Linked DNA regions of Mus musculus: region 1 is linked to region 2. A link is a contact called in public HiChIP or PLAC-seq data. All regions are on one chromosome and are shown on one strand. The core of a region is the stretch at or near the end of the contact, and the rest is flanking DNA. Distances in the headings are between cores, read along the strand shown.

The links. HiChIP or PLAC-seq counts read pairs in DNA pulled down with a chosen protein or histone mark.
Region 1: a contact with region 2 is called in a BATF HiChIP or PLAC-seq map of CD8 T cells, with 14 read pairs. The contact joins two enhancer-like sites. A contact is called at or near these places in 1 of 484 Hi-C or Micro-C datasets (nephron progenitors), 2 of 115 datasets of contacts at active chromatin or transcription factors (CD8 T cells and effector CD8 T cells) and 2 of 9 other capture datasets (adipose tissue and liver).

The regions. Positions count from the first base shown.
Region 1 is chr17:78,349,173-78,355,062 of GRCm38.p6, reverse strand. Crim1 (cysteine rich transmembrane BMP regulator 1 (chordin like)) reads right to left here. Exons shown (of 17, transcript NM_015800.3): 12 at 4,164-4,379; 13 at 1-107. Among named protein-coding and RNA genes, the nearest start is that of Gm52306, 17 kb to the right of the region's middle. Within about 2 kb of position 3,027, at least 50 of the 459 cell types and tissues checked have an H3K27ac peak or open chromatin away from gene starts, as enhancers often do. A contact at or near this core is called in CD8 T cells, where this site is marked.
Region 2 is chr17:78,272,643-78,278,695 of GRCm38.p6, reverse strand. The region is part of intron 2 of Crim1 (cysteine rich transmembrane BMP regulator 1 (chordin like)); the gene reads right to left. Among named protein-coding and RNA genes, the nearest start is that of Gm41620, 5.7 kb to the left of the region's middle. Within about 2 kb of position 3,900, at least 62 of the 459 cell types and tissues checked have an H3K27ac peak or open chromatin away from gene starts, as enhancers often do. A contact at or near this core is called in CD8 T cells, where this site is marked.

The sequences.
Region 1 (5,890 bases), core at 1,778-4,277, 77 kb before region 2:
GGCGTCGGGCTTCCAGGACTCAGCCGCCAGGAAGATATCTCCTTCATCATTCCTGCAGTAGCTAGGCACGCTCTCATTATGGGATGTGGAAGGCTGAGGAGGGTCATCTGGAAAAATCGAACACACAGTGTCAGCAAAGACAACGCTGCGGGCTAACAGCTACACAGCATAGTTAAGTGTCAGGCTGGCTTACAGAGGCACTGCTCTCTAAGGCTCTGGGTACCTCATTAAAAAACAAAACAAAACAACAACAAAAAAAAAATACAGTCGGTCCTAAGATCAGGAAGCCTGCTTCTAGGAAGGTCTTGTATTCTAAAACAGAGGAACAATCGCTGCAATTCTGTCTGGAGCCTGTGCAGGGTCTCCTCTAGCCTTCTTCCTTACCTTAAGGAAAGTCTGTGTTTTCTTTGGAGGCTCATGGGACTTGGATCACAATGGATCAACCAGGAAATCCTGTCCATGATTTCCCAGGCTGCCTTGCAACTGGGGGTGGGGTGGGGTTGGGACACCTGATCTAGCTCCAGCTCAGGGCTAATGAAGGGATTTTTAGGGATGCTTCCACTTTCTCTTGAGGGTGGAGGCACTGCTACCACCCTCCTTCCACATTCTGCCTGCCTTGAAGGTGATAGTTCTGGAGTCAAACTTGTCTTAGCCAATGGGCCACAGAGTCGATTGTGCTCCATGGTTGCCACCTGCTTATTCTAAAGTATGAAAAATAAACCACAATTTGTTTAAAATTCATAGCTAGATTCTCTTACTTGCAGCCAGCTCAGTCCTAACCATTCAATACTCAAATACATCTTCCCTGCAAACTTGTCTATACACCAGATCTGTGACATTCCTAAGTTTAGACATTCCCGTTAGTGAAGGAGGGGCCAGCAACCCAGGTCACACAGAAGGGCACCACCCAGGAAAACCATATGCTAGCCCCGGCGTGGTGGACCTATGGGAGGTCTCCACATCACATGACAGACTGAAATGGAACAGAGGGTCACCAGGAAACCCAAGCTTCTCTTGGCTATCCAGAAATTAATGAAAATTAAGCCTAAGAAGAAACCTGAGCTTTGTAAAAGGGACATGTAACGAAGCGAGGTCCAAACTTTAGGAACGTCACAGTCTCTAATGGCCGTGTGCCAAGCAACACCCTCCCCCAACCACCTTTCCTCAGTGGACGCACAGCGGGGAGTTATCTTGTGTGCCTCTGAATCAATATCAAGAACCGTGCTATTCTCAGCCACGAGACAGAAGGATGAGACAGACATGACGTTATCACAGGCTGTAGAAGCTCTGATATGTAGCATCTTTCTTTTGTCTGCTTCATGAACACACTACACCCTCTGGTGAGCACATCTGATCCTCGTTGGTTCCCACTGGCCTAACTCACTACAGGGAGCCCGTCTCGTGGGTCGCTCCTCACAGCCCAACCAGATTCTGTAAACAGAGAAGGAAGGGTGGGAGTCGGCTCCCAGAGCCCCTTCTGAGGTCATCTGCGGCTAGAGAGAACGTCTTTAAGAGAGAGGCGACTGCTAACTTTGGTTTTGTCTGGAACTAAGCTCTATGCCCTGAAGTCCCAAGGACCCTGCAGGATGCATTAGCCTAGTTCTTGCAAGCAATGTCCAACTGGGGAAATTGTGCTGGGGCCACGGGTGTGCACCATCATGGCTGTCTCTCTCCTGTTAGGATTTTGGGCAAATATCATACTGGTACCCTCCTCCCTCTTCAGGATCTACTTCTGTGGAGGGCCATGCTCTAAGGCAGAATGGGAAAGGATCCCAGAGAAGCAATCACCACACAGACACAGGTCTTGTAGACACAGGTCTACATATCCTTTTGAGGCCATTTAGAATGTGGTAACCTAAGGCTGGTCTTTTGCTGGATGTGCAATACAGCACTTGGGGATGCTGTTCTCCAAATTTATTGTGATGTAAAAAACCACCGACATCTCTAGTTTAAGTTCAGGATACTGGGAGAGAGGCAAACATGGTGGCTTGCATTTATAATTTCAGCACGTGAGAAGCTGAAGCAGAATGGCTAAAAAAAAAATGTTTTTATTGCAGCAGTCTAGATATGAATAGAAAGCCCCAAAAGATCCACTGAGGAGTTAGTAGCTCCTTTAAATACAGCTTGGCCTGGGTAGGCCCTTATTCACATATGCAAAAGTAACCTTTGGAATACTTTTATATATATAGAAAAAAACTTCAAAGGTTAAGACTGAGTTATCCTATCTCTATATGGAAAGGAATAATACTAGTCACCCTGGTATAATTTATAAATGAGAACAAATCAGGTATAATACACAGAGAAAAGCAGAAAGCCACAGCTAGCTCGACAGGAACCCAGGGGCCTCTGTGATGTGGTTTTTTGTTTTGTTTTGTTTTTCCGAGATAGGGTTTCTGTGTGTAGCCTGGGCTATCCAGGACTTCTCTTCGTAGACCAGGCTGGCCTAAAACTCTCAGAGATCTGCTTACCTCTGCCCCTGCCCCCTGAGTGCTGGGATTATAGCTCAGCCTGTAATGCAGACTCTTATTTTGAAGCAGGGGGCCCAGCCCTGGCCTGGGACTTCTCTATGTCCTCTAACTGCATGAAATCTCTGAGTGCAGTCAGGTGTCCCACCAAGGAATTTGGGCTTGCTGTCCCAGAGAAGTGTCTTCCACACAGCCTGTCCCCCAGTCACTGAGTCCCTAGCCCGGGTACACAGAGCACTTTTTCTCCTCTAGCATCTCCTGAGCCACCTGCACTTGAGCACCCCCCCTCCCCCGCTGTTTCGTGAACTGTTATTATTTTTTTTTAATGTGGAACAACCACATGACACCAGGAGGGGGGGTTATTTCTCTCTCTCTCTTTTCGGCTATTGCTCCACAGGATATGTGTGTGAGTGTGTGAGTGTGTGTGTGTGTGTGCACGTGTGTGAGGATTCCCATGGTTGATTCCAGGCATTCCAGAAATGCCTACAAACCAAGTAAGTAAGTGGGTATGTGCTCACTGTCACTGACGACTTCCTGTCAGGAGGATGTGGGGGTTCAGACATCTTCCTTTATAAACAGCAGCAGGACTTCCATATAAAGCAGTGACAACCACACGGTGGGAACAGGTCACACACATCCTAAAGATGTAACATGTATGGACATCTAATACCAGACCAGATTTTTACACTAGTTAGATCTGCCAGAATAGTATGACTACTTTTTACACACACAGATCTCTCCCAAGATGATACCGTGGCTCAAATGTAGTTACTGAGTGTGACGGACATAGAAACAGAAACAGAACAAGCTCCTGGAAGGTAACCCAGCAATCAGGGTAACAACGGAAGTAATAAAACATGAAGGTTTATGTTTCCCTGCGCAAATGTGCATCGAGTGTATGCTTGGAAGGGAAGTGGTTACAGTTTTAGTTAAGAAAAAAAAAACTGAGAAAATGAACAAACACCAAATAATAAAGCCAGCTGCTTTCGTGACTTTTTTGTATTGAATCAAAATGAGTCTGTTTTTAAAAAGTCATCTATTCTCGAGTTAATAGAATTACTATTTTAGTTATAAAACCAGTAGTGTAGCTCACATCTAATACCTAGCTCACATCTAATACTTTTTACACTGTAACCCATTTCTTTCATGACTAAATTTACCTGCTATGATCTGAGAAATCACAGGAAGAACACGGTAGCAGACCACAGCCCCTCGACATTCTTGGTCTTAACGTATTAGTTACAGGACGGGGAGGGCCCGTGAATGCTTTCACAGTATTTTTACAACCTGCATAGTTCCAGGAAGTTTCATTTGTATTATTTTCCAATATAACTAGTTTTTACATTTGTTAAGAGACATACTGTCGCTGGTGAGACGACATTTTACATAGCAAAGTCATTGGGGATAACCTGGTATAGAGGGACTTCCTGTACTCTGTGAACAATCTTAGTCTGAGCTGTAAGGGTAAAAGAGTTAAAAAGCCAGTCCTTCTCTTTCAAAGTCACCCCCGATGCCACGCTCGTTGGCTGTATTATGTGGGTGATCACAGGGAATAGACTGGGGAAGTGGGCAGCCAGACGTTCCCGCACAGGTTCATGGGTTGAACACAGAGCTCACCCTAACATGAAAGTCTACAGAACCATCAGGCAAAGCTGCATCCTTTCCTCCACATGTGCGCTGTGCCACCATTCTGGTTACCTGTACACTGTGGGCAGCAGGAGTCCTGGGTGCGGGAGGGGTTCTGGCAGAGCAATGGTGGGCACACCTCCGTCTCACACAGCACTCGACCACTGTGACAGGTGCACTGTGTACAGGAGTCAATGTTCCAAGTTTCCCCTTCCACAAAGTACTCTCCTCCGGGGGCGTGGCAAATAGAAGGGGTGCTGAGCTCCGGCTTCTGCACTACAAAGTCATCTGAGGAATGACACAGAATCAAAACACGAGGAATTAATCACCTGCGGTTTCTTCAACTCCCAAAGGAACTGGCGGCGTTTGTTTTAAGGGAGCGAGAAAAAGCCAAGTGTCTGAAGAGTTTCTCTCACCCTATTCTTATCCCACCAATAGGAAAGGAAAGAACAATTTCCATGCCAAGAAACAGGAGACAAAGAGCTAATCTCAGGAAGCGAGGTTCGAGTGGCTGAGTCTGTCGATAGTCCTGAGAGAATTCAATAAGAATTAAATTCCATAGGCATTCTCTCGCCGGAGCATCTCTGCGAGTGTGCAGGAGTTGTCTAGAATAAAGACTGCTCATTTACTGAATGCTTGTTATGGTCCAATTATTTCCAGGCTGGGCACCTCTCACTTATTTATTTCATTTTGTTTCTTCCTTCCATTGACCTTGTGAGGGAGGCACTAGTATTCTATTCTGCCTATTTCCAAAGCTACCGGCTCAGAGCATTAAGCACAGTCAAGGGGCTGGAACCAAAGTCAATGGTTATTTGGATAATGGATATGCCTCTAGATTAAACAAAACTTCCAAATGATGGATGTCCTGTCTACTTTATTATCTTGGGATTCTGAGCACTTTTATTCCTGGAAATGTGGCCCACGGTCAGGAAGCCACACCTCACCTCAGCCAACTGCCAGTACCCCGAGCAGGACGGGAATGTACCTACAGATTCAACAGTCTGAAACCCCTCACCTGAGACTAAACATTTGGTGGACAGCACCATCATCAACCAGATGCATACCCGGAGGCTGATGTGGGTGACTTCTTTTCCCAGTGGTGAGGTGGCTTTAAAGACATGAATGTTGAATGTCTACAGAGGTGTGGGGGGAGCTGCCCTGATGTGGTGGGAAGTGAGAAGGCATTAACTGTATTCCCAGAGTCCAAGTACAACAAGCACTTCAAGGAGGTGTTGACAGTGGTGCATCCTGCTGAGAAAGGGTCTAGAGACACCACTGCTGGCTCAGGCCGAGAGCTCAGCGGATGCTGAGGACCGGGAACCACCCCTGTCCGTGTAGATGTGCTGAGTGCATCAGGGCCGTGTGTAGTGGGTAGTAGTGGGTCAGTAATACTGATGGGATACAGTGTGGCCTGTGGGGTGACGTTCAGGTTTTAGGACAGGTTTATCTCAAGGAAAGGGAAGGGAAGATGGGGGATGTAGGCTAAGCAGACACACTCCAGGAAATAGTCAGCTGAACTAAAATCCCAGTGTATGGGCAGGAAAGAAGGAAGTAAGGAAAATCGGTCTCAGTGGACAAGACGCTCAGGTGTATTTTCTGTGGCTTATAGAGGGAGAAGAAAAATCTCATTGAAAAACTAATATTGGAAAAGGTCCTCTGATAACATTTAAAGAGGGCTTTCCAGTAGACGGGCAGCAGGGGTCTGCAGGGGTTTACCTCCTATGTATTCTTGCAAAACACAAAGGCTGGAGAGATGGTGAGGAAAAGGTTAAGGCTGAGATGGGCCGTGGGAAGAATGG
Region 2 (6,053 bases), core at 2,651-5,150:
CACTGAGCACCAATCGATTTGGCGGTTGGAGCGTACAAGGGATGGGGAGGGAGAAATTGAGATCGAGTCTTGCTCTCATGTGGTCTATGAGGTAGTAAAAGGTGATAGAGAAAAAAGATCGATATTATCAACAGCAACAAAGCAAGGCAGCAGAAGAGAGTAAGAGAACTGAAGACTGCACAGAGGGAGGGGCAGCTACAAGGAGGAGATCAGTGGTGGAATGAGGTTCGAGCCACAGAGATGCCCAGAAGAACTCTCCAAGAAGAGTCAAGAGAGTCTTGACTGTGGAAGGGGGTCCCGTTCTGCAACAGCAAGGCTTTGGCACTGCGCAGCCCTGGGGGAGTGAAGGGATGCGGGAAGAGGTGGAGAAGTTGTCTGGAGAGAAGTCGAAGCCACGCACTGTTTATACAGTGGGATCGTGTGTTGGACATGGAGATGACTTGGTTGGTAAGGTCACGTGACTTGTTTTCTGTCACTTAACTTATGACTGCTCCCTCCTTTTTCTGTTGGACAGCATGCTACTCTACCACGTCTATACTTCAGGCAGGGACAAATGTCATCTGTAAACCTCGCCCTCTCTTGCAACTGCTGCCATCAATCCAACAACCAATAAGCTTAAAGCTCGGTAGAAAGTGAAACAGCATCTAGCCTGAAGAGCAATAGACATTCAATAACACACACACACACACACACACACACACACACACACAACTTCTGACATCACTCCTAAGAAGGTCATGAAATCAAGGTTCAGGCAGGTCAAGCTAACTGTCCGAGATCATAAAGTTGGTGAACGGGCTGGGTTGACTCTGGTCTATCTGGTTCGTGAACCTCTGTCACAATGCGACTCTTGAACGAGGAATGCTTGCTGTTGGAGGCGTGCAACTCCTGAGTTGATTTATCTGGGCTTAACTTCTCTCCTGACTACAATGGTGGTTTCTGTTAAACCCCCATCACTGAACTCTCTCTTACCCAGTCCTTTTTTTCGTCATGGCTTGATCCTGGGAACCTCAAAGTCTACAAGCCCGGGCCACACGGGAATTAGCTCTACTCTCAAAACACCTAGCCGAGAACATTCATAATATAATCCCTAGACTATCTAGTGAAGAGACTGCGAGTCAGCGAGCAGTCCCATACTGAGACACCCTCCCACCGTCAGTAGAGAAACCCTCAACGTGCTGAGAAAGAGAAGGTTAATCTTGGTGATGGGGATCAACTTGGTCTTTGTAAAGTACACCCAGCAGACTTCTTACCTGGGAAACGCAAACCCTGATTTATAATAAAGAAAAGACCTAATGCTACCTGCACATAGCACTGGATCATTACAGTGGCTTATTTGTTATAATTATCTTGTTTGTTTCTTTGAGACAGGTTTGTTTCCTGTGTAGCTCAGGTTGCTCTAAGCTATCTATGTAGCTGAGGCTGACCTTAAACTTCTGATCTTCCTGTTTCTTCGTTCCAAGTGCTGGGATTACGATATGAACCTGTAAGGTTCATAGTTACCTCTCCAACTGAGTCCTAGCCGAACATTCTATTATATTGTATTCTCTGAAGGTTTGGTATATACCACCATCTTCCAACTCTTGCTAGTTCTTGATGCTCTTTAACATTCTCAACACTGTCATTTCCTGAAGTGTGTTCGGCACTTTAAGTCTGGAGAGACGCTGTACATTGGCGACGGCCATCGGACAGGGCAAGCTACCTAGACAGTGCTAACCGTAAGTGAACACAAGTGGATCAGGATTTTAAATCTTGGAAGTGTCCAAGAATGTTGAGAATGAAGGCTTAGTTTACCAAATGCTATTTCAACTTTTCTCAAGAGAATCATCCTGGTTTCCCCTTAACTAACACAATTAGCAGACACTAAAACATCCCGAGAATCGTGTTCTTAGGAAACACTGTTTTAAATGGTGGTGCGGACCGTGCCTTAAGATTTTTAAACTTAAACGCTCAAGTGTAGTAGTTGCTACTGTCCATCACCCTTGAACCCACTCTTCCTCTCCCTCCCCCATCTTTTGCCAGTGTTGGCCCCGTCAGTCTTGGCTACTTACATGGGTTCTTTCCAGGAGGATGTTTGCAGCTACCTCTTCGGCTGCTGCGTAAGACTTTTTTTTATTTTTGTTTAGAGAAATGGCCTCACTATGTAGCCCTGGCTGGCCTGGAACTCACTACCTAGACAAGGCTGGCCTTGAACTCAGAGAATTGCTTGCTTCTCCCTTTTGAATCCTGGGATTCAAGGTGTGTGCCAACATGCCCAGCTGATGCAAAAAACATTTTTATAAGCACGAAGTTAACTATCCTTTGATGCTCACACGGACCTTTCCCATACAACTTCCTGAAAAGGAAAGGGGGCAGATTTCTCAGGTATGACCAGGTGTCCTGGCTCTTCTGGAATCATCTTTACTACACTGTATTTTAGCAGGAGATAGAGAATTCATTTAAAACTCCCAATTCCCATCAGACTTTGCTGACAAGGCTTAGCTCTGTGTGCTCCTCTGTTCCTTTATGTTTTGGGATCTTTTTCTCTTTCGGGTTCTTGTCAGTCTTTTGGAAGAATCTAAACATCAAATACCAAATTCACTTCTATTTCTCTCTTGTTTTCTTACACACACATAAAAATATGACTTTCACATCATAGCCAAATGCTACTTTGTGTCTTAAAGGTTGTTTTTTTTTTTTAAACATGCTTCGCAATCTGGCCTGTTTTGAAATAATCTATAATTCAACATTGATTTCCTCTTTGAAGTTTTTCAGTTAAGTGTTGTAAAATTTCTGTGCTGCTAAGCTGGGGGGAGAGGAGCTCTCCTTTTGTTTAAATTTACTGATTTGTCACTAGAAACGCACATGCTGTGCAATGTTTTGGTTTTGTTAATTTCTTAAGATTTTGTGGGATTTTTTCCCCCTTTGCACACATGTGTGTACAGATGCAGTTTTGTGGGCAATTTTAAAAACACACGTGTTAGAAAGTAACATATACTCTACTGAATGCAGACTTTATATCATCCGTGTCTCACTCGAACTTTCGGTCAGATTTCTGCAAGCTCTCCCATGAGTCAGTGACTTCACCCAGCTCTGCTGTTTACCATCTCTCTTCAGAGCTGTGCTGTTAATAAGATGATTGGCAGGGACAAGGCTCAAGTCTTACACTGAGTTGGTAGACTGTGAAATGATGCTTTCAAAGAACTGAGATTTGTAGAACCTACAGATTCCTCCTTATCTCCTAACTGCTAATAGTTGCTTTTTTGCCCCCTCTCTGTGTTTGCTCAGCATCCAGCACGCACTCCACTCACTGGGTTACCATGGCATCAGCAACTGTTGGCTTGGCCCCTTCTCTCTGAGCCTGTTTCAAGTGCATAAGTTCTCTTGGAAATCTTTATTTATTCTTCTACATCTCTCCTGTTTGTTTTTAATTAAAAAAAAAAAGGAAACTGTAGCCATATCGCCAATTTCCCACGAATGAGAAAGGCATTACTTTAGTTTCAATTTTTTTTTAATCTATTTGAAAAGAGGTCCTTCTATACTCTTCCCCAAAAGCATTTAACAAATCTATATATAGTACTTCAACTAATTAGCAAGCTTTTATGTCTGGTTGCCATGGTAACATTGCAACTGGCATCTTATAAAAAAAAATTGCCCCAGATATATAGAGACTAAAGTGACAATATGGCTCTCAACAAAAATAATTAAAGAAAGATAAATTAGTTTCACCATATTAGTAATCTTTCTTTGGGGGTTGGTATGGTTATCTAGTATAAACTGATATAATAGTAATTATTATTATTATGCAAAGTGTTATCCCAGCCTAATCACTTAAATCTCCATGATAAGACAGTGGTTGCTTCTAGGTCTTTGCCAGGACAGGATACCAGGCAGAGAAAGTAAAACCGAAACTCCAAGTGGGCAAATGCATTTCAGAGTTTTCTGCTTGAAACTAGGTTTTTAAGTAAAAGGAAAATAACAGCTACTCGATGGTAAGTGGGGGGGAAAAAGAAACTTTAAAAGAGATAGGTAAAGTCACCCGGCCAGATTCTTCTTATCCTTGTGTATTTTGTCGAGGTCCATCTGATGGTGAAGCCTTTCTTCTACTTCAAAATCCATTGACACGGTCACTTTAAATAGCAGCAGGATGCTACACACTAGTTCCTACAGAGCAAGCAGCATAATGCGGACAAGGAAAACATGGAGTCTACTGCAGAGTTAATGCTGCAGGGTCCTCCTCCAACACTGACCCTGACTCCTTCTGCCTGTGGGCAGTAAACCCACCTTACAGGTACACCTCACTCTGACACATCTCTGGGAGTGCCAATTACTTCTAGGATAACTCAAAGGACCCCAGATTTGAATTCTTTGGACACTACAGAATTCAGTAAAAACACAGAGTATAAAGCCAAGAGGCAAAGAACCTACTACACTTGTGTGCCCCAGATCTCACTGCGGTGTACCTTACACTCTGCAGACTGGGAACAGTCTATGATCTTGACCTTGGCTGTCACAGGGGCCCTCGGCCACTTGATAGATCCTGTGATAGCGGACTAGTCTGTACAGTCCTCTGTGTCTGTCTTTCACTCATTCAGTTGACAAACATTAACTGAATGACTTGAACACGAAAGGAGCAAAGTCCTTGCTTTCTGGGATTTATAGCTCGAGAGGAGAGGACAGAGGCATTCAGACAAACGGCTTCTCAGCATAGTGCCAGGTGCCAATAAAGGCTCTGAAGTGTAATCAATAATGCAAGGGCCCTGCCTTATCCAGCAGAGTCCTTCAAGGCAGCAAAGGAAGAGAAAGCAGGGTGTGGTGGCACATGCGTCTGATTCCAGCACTCAGGAGATAGACAGAGTCAGGATACCACAAGTCTAAGCTCAGCCTGGTCTACACGGTGAGTTCGAGGACAGCTAAGGGATGGACCGTGAGAGCCGAGGGGAGCATATAAATACACATAGTAGCCAAGAGTGTTCCAGGACCAGGAAACGTTAAGAAAAAAACAAATAAACAAAACCTCTAAAGCAAGCTAGAGCTGACTCTTAAGAAGGAATATACACACGTCAGGGTTATGAAGAAGAAATCTAAACTGAGGTATAATAACATGTAGAGAATACCAATAAAACCTCACAATGCTAACACTGATGGGTGATATTTCTTATTAAGAATACCGTTGCCAAAGTTACGCTTAGAGAAACAGAAGAAAAAAAAATCTCTCCTAATTGAGGGCCTCCTGCAAGTTAGGCCTGCTGGTACCCATTTCAACTGGCCTACGAGCTTCTCAGTGAAAAAGAAATTACATTTTCATCTCTACCCTGCAGATGACAAGACAGACCCAGGGAGGCCAAGACCCGTGGCTGAGGACACATTAGGAGTGGCTAAGCTGCCAAAGTCCACAATTTTCTCTCTAGCTACTCCATAAAGCCAAAAGCACGGGTTCCCTGTTTGGCCTGTGTAGGACGCACATTTAGGCCCTGGCTGTGTTTTTGCTCAAATGCACAACCCATCATGACGTTGCAGTGGTAAGGAATACACTGTTTCTGGTTAGGCCTCACGGCCACACTGTAAGCTGTCCTGTTTCATTTGCTCTTAGCCAGAGAGACAGCACTGGGGACAATGCTTCCCTGTGTGCAGTGATAGGCTATTCTAAAGGCTTCTATAACAAATGTGATGCACATGTCATTCCTAGGGTTTTTTTTTTTTTTTTTTTCAGTTTAGAGGCCGACTCCTTTAAAAGCTACACTGGTGAATTCTTTTCAGTCACATTCCATGATTTTATCAGAACCTTTTTTGGCAGGCTTTGCTGTGAAGACTTGTTCTACACAATCATAACCCCAAGGGGCGAAAATTAGGCTTTTGTTGACACAGTCCCAGACATACTTCATATTTCAGCTCCTTCAGAAACTTGTACTTTCCCAGCCCTTTCTTTTACTCTAGGGTTGAGTTTGAACAGCAGCAGAATCTATGCTGGGACCACTTATTAAAGATGCCATATTAAAGTATTTTCAGTTGCCTCATAAAATCCCCCCTGCGTCACAGTGCAACGTAACTCAGCCCGAATACAAAGGAGAAAG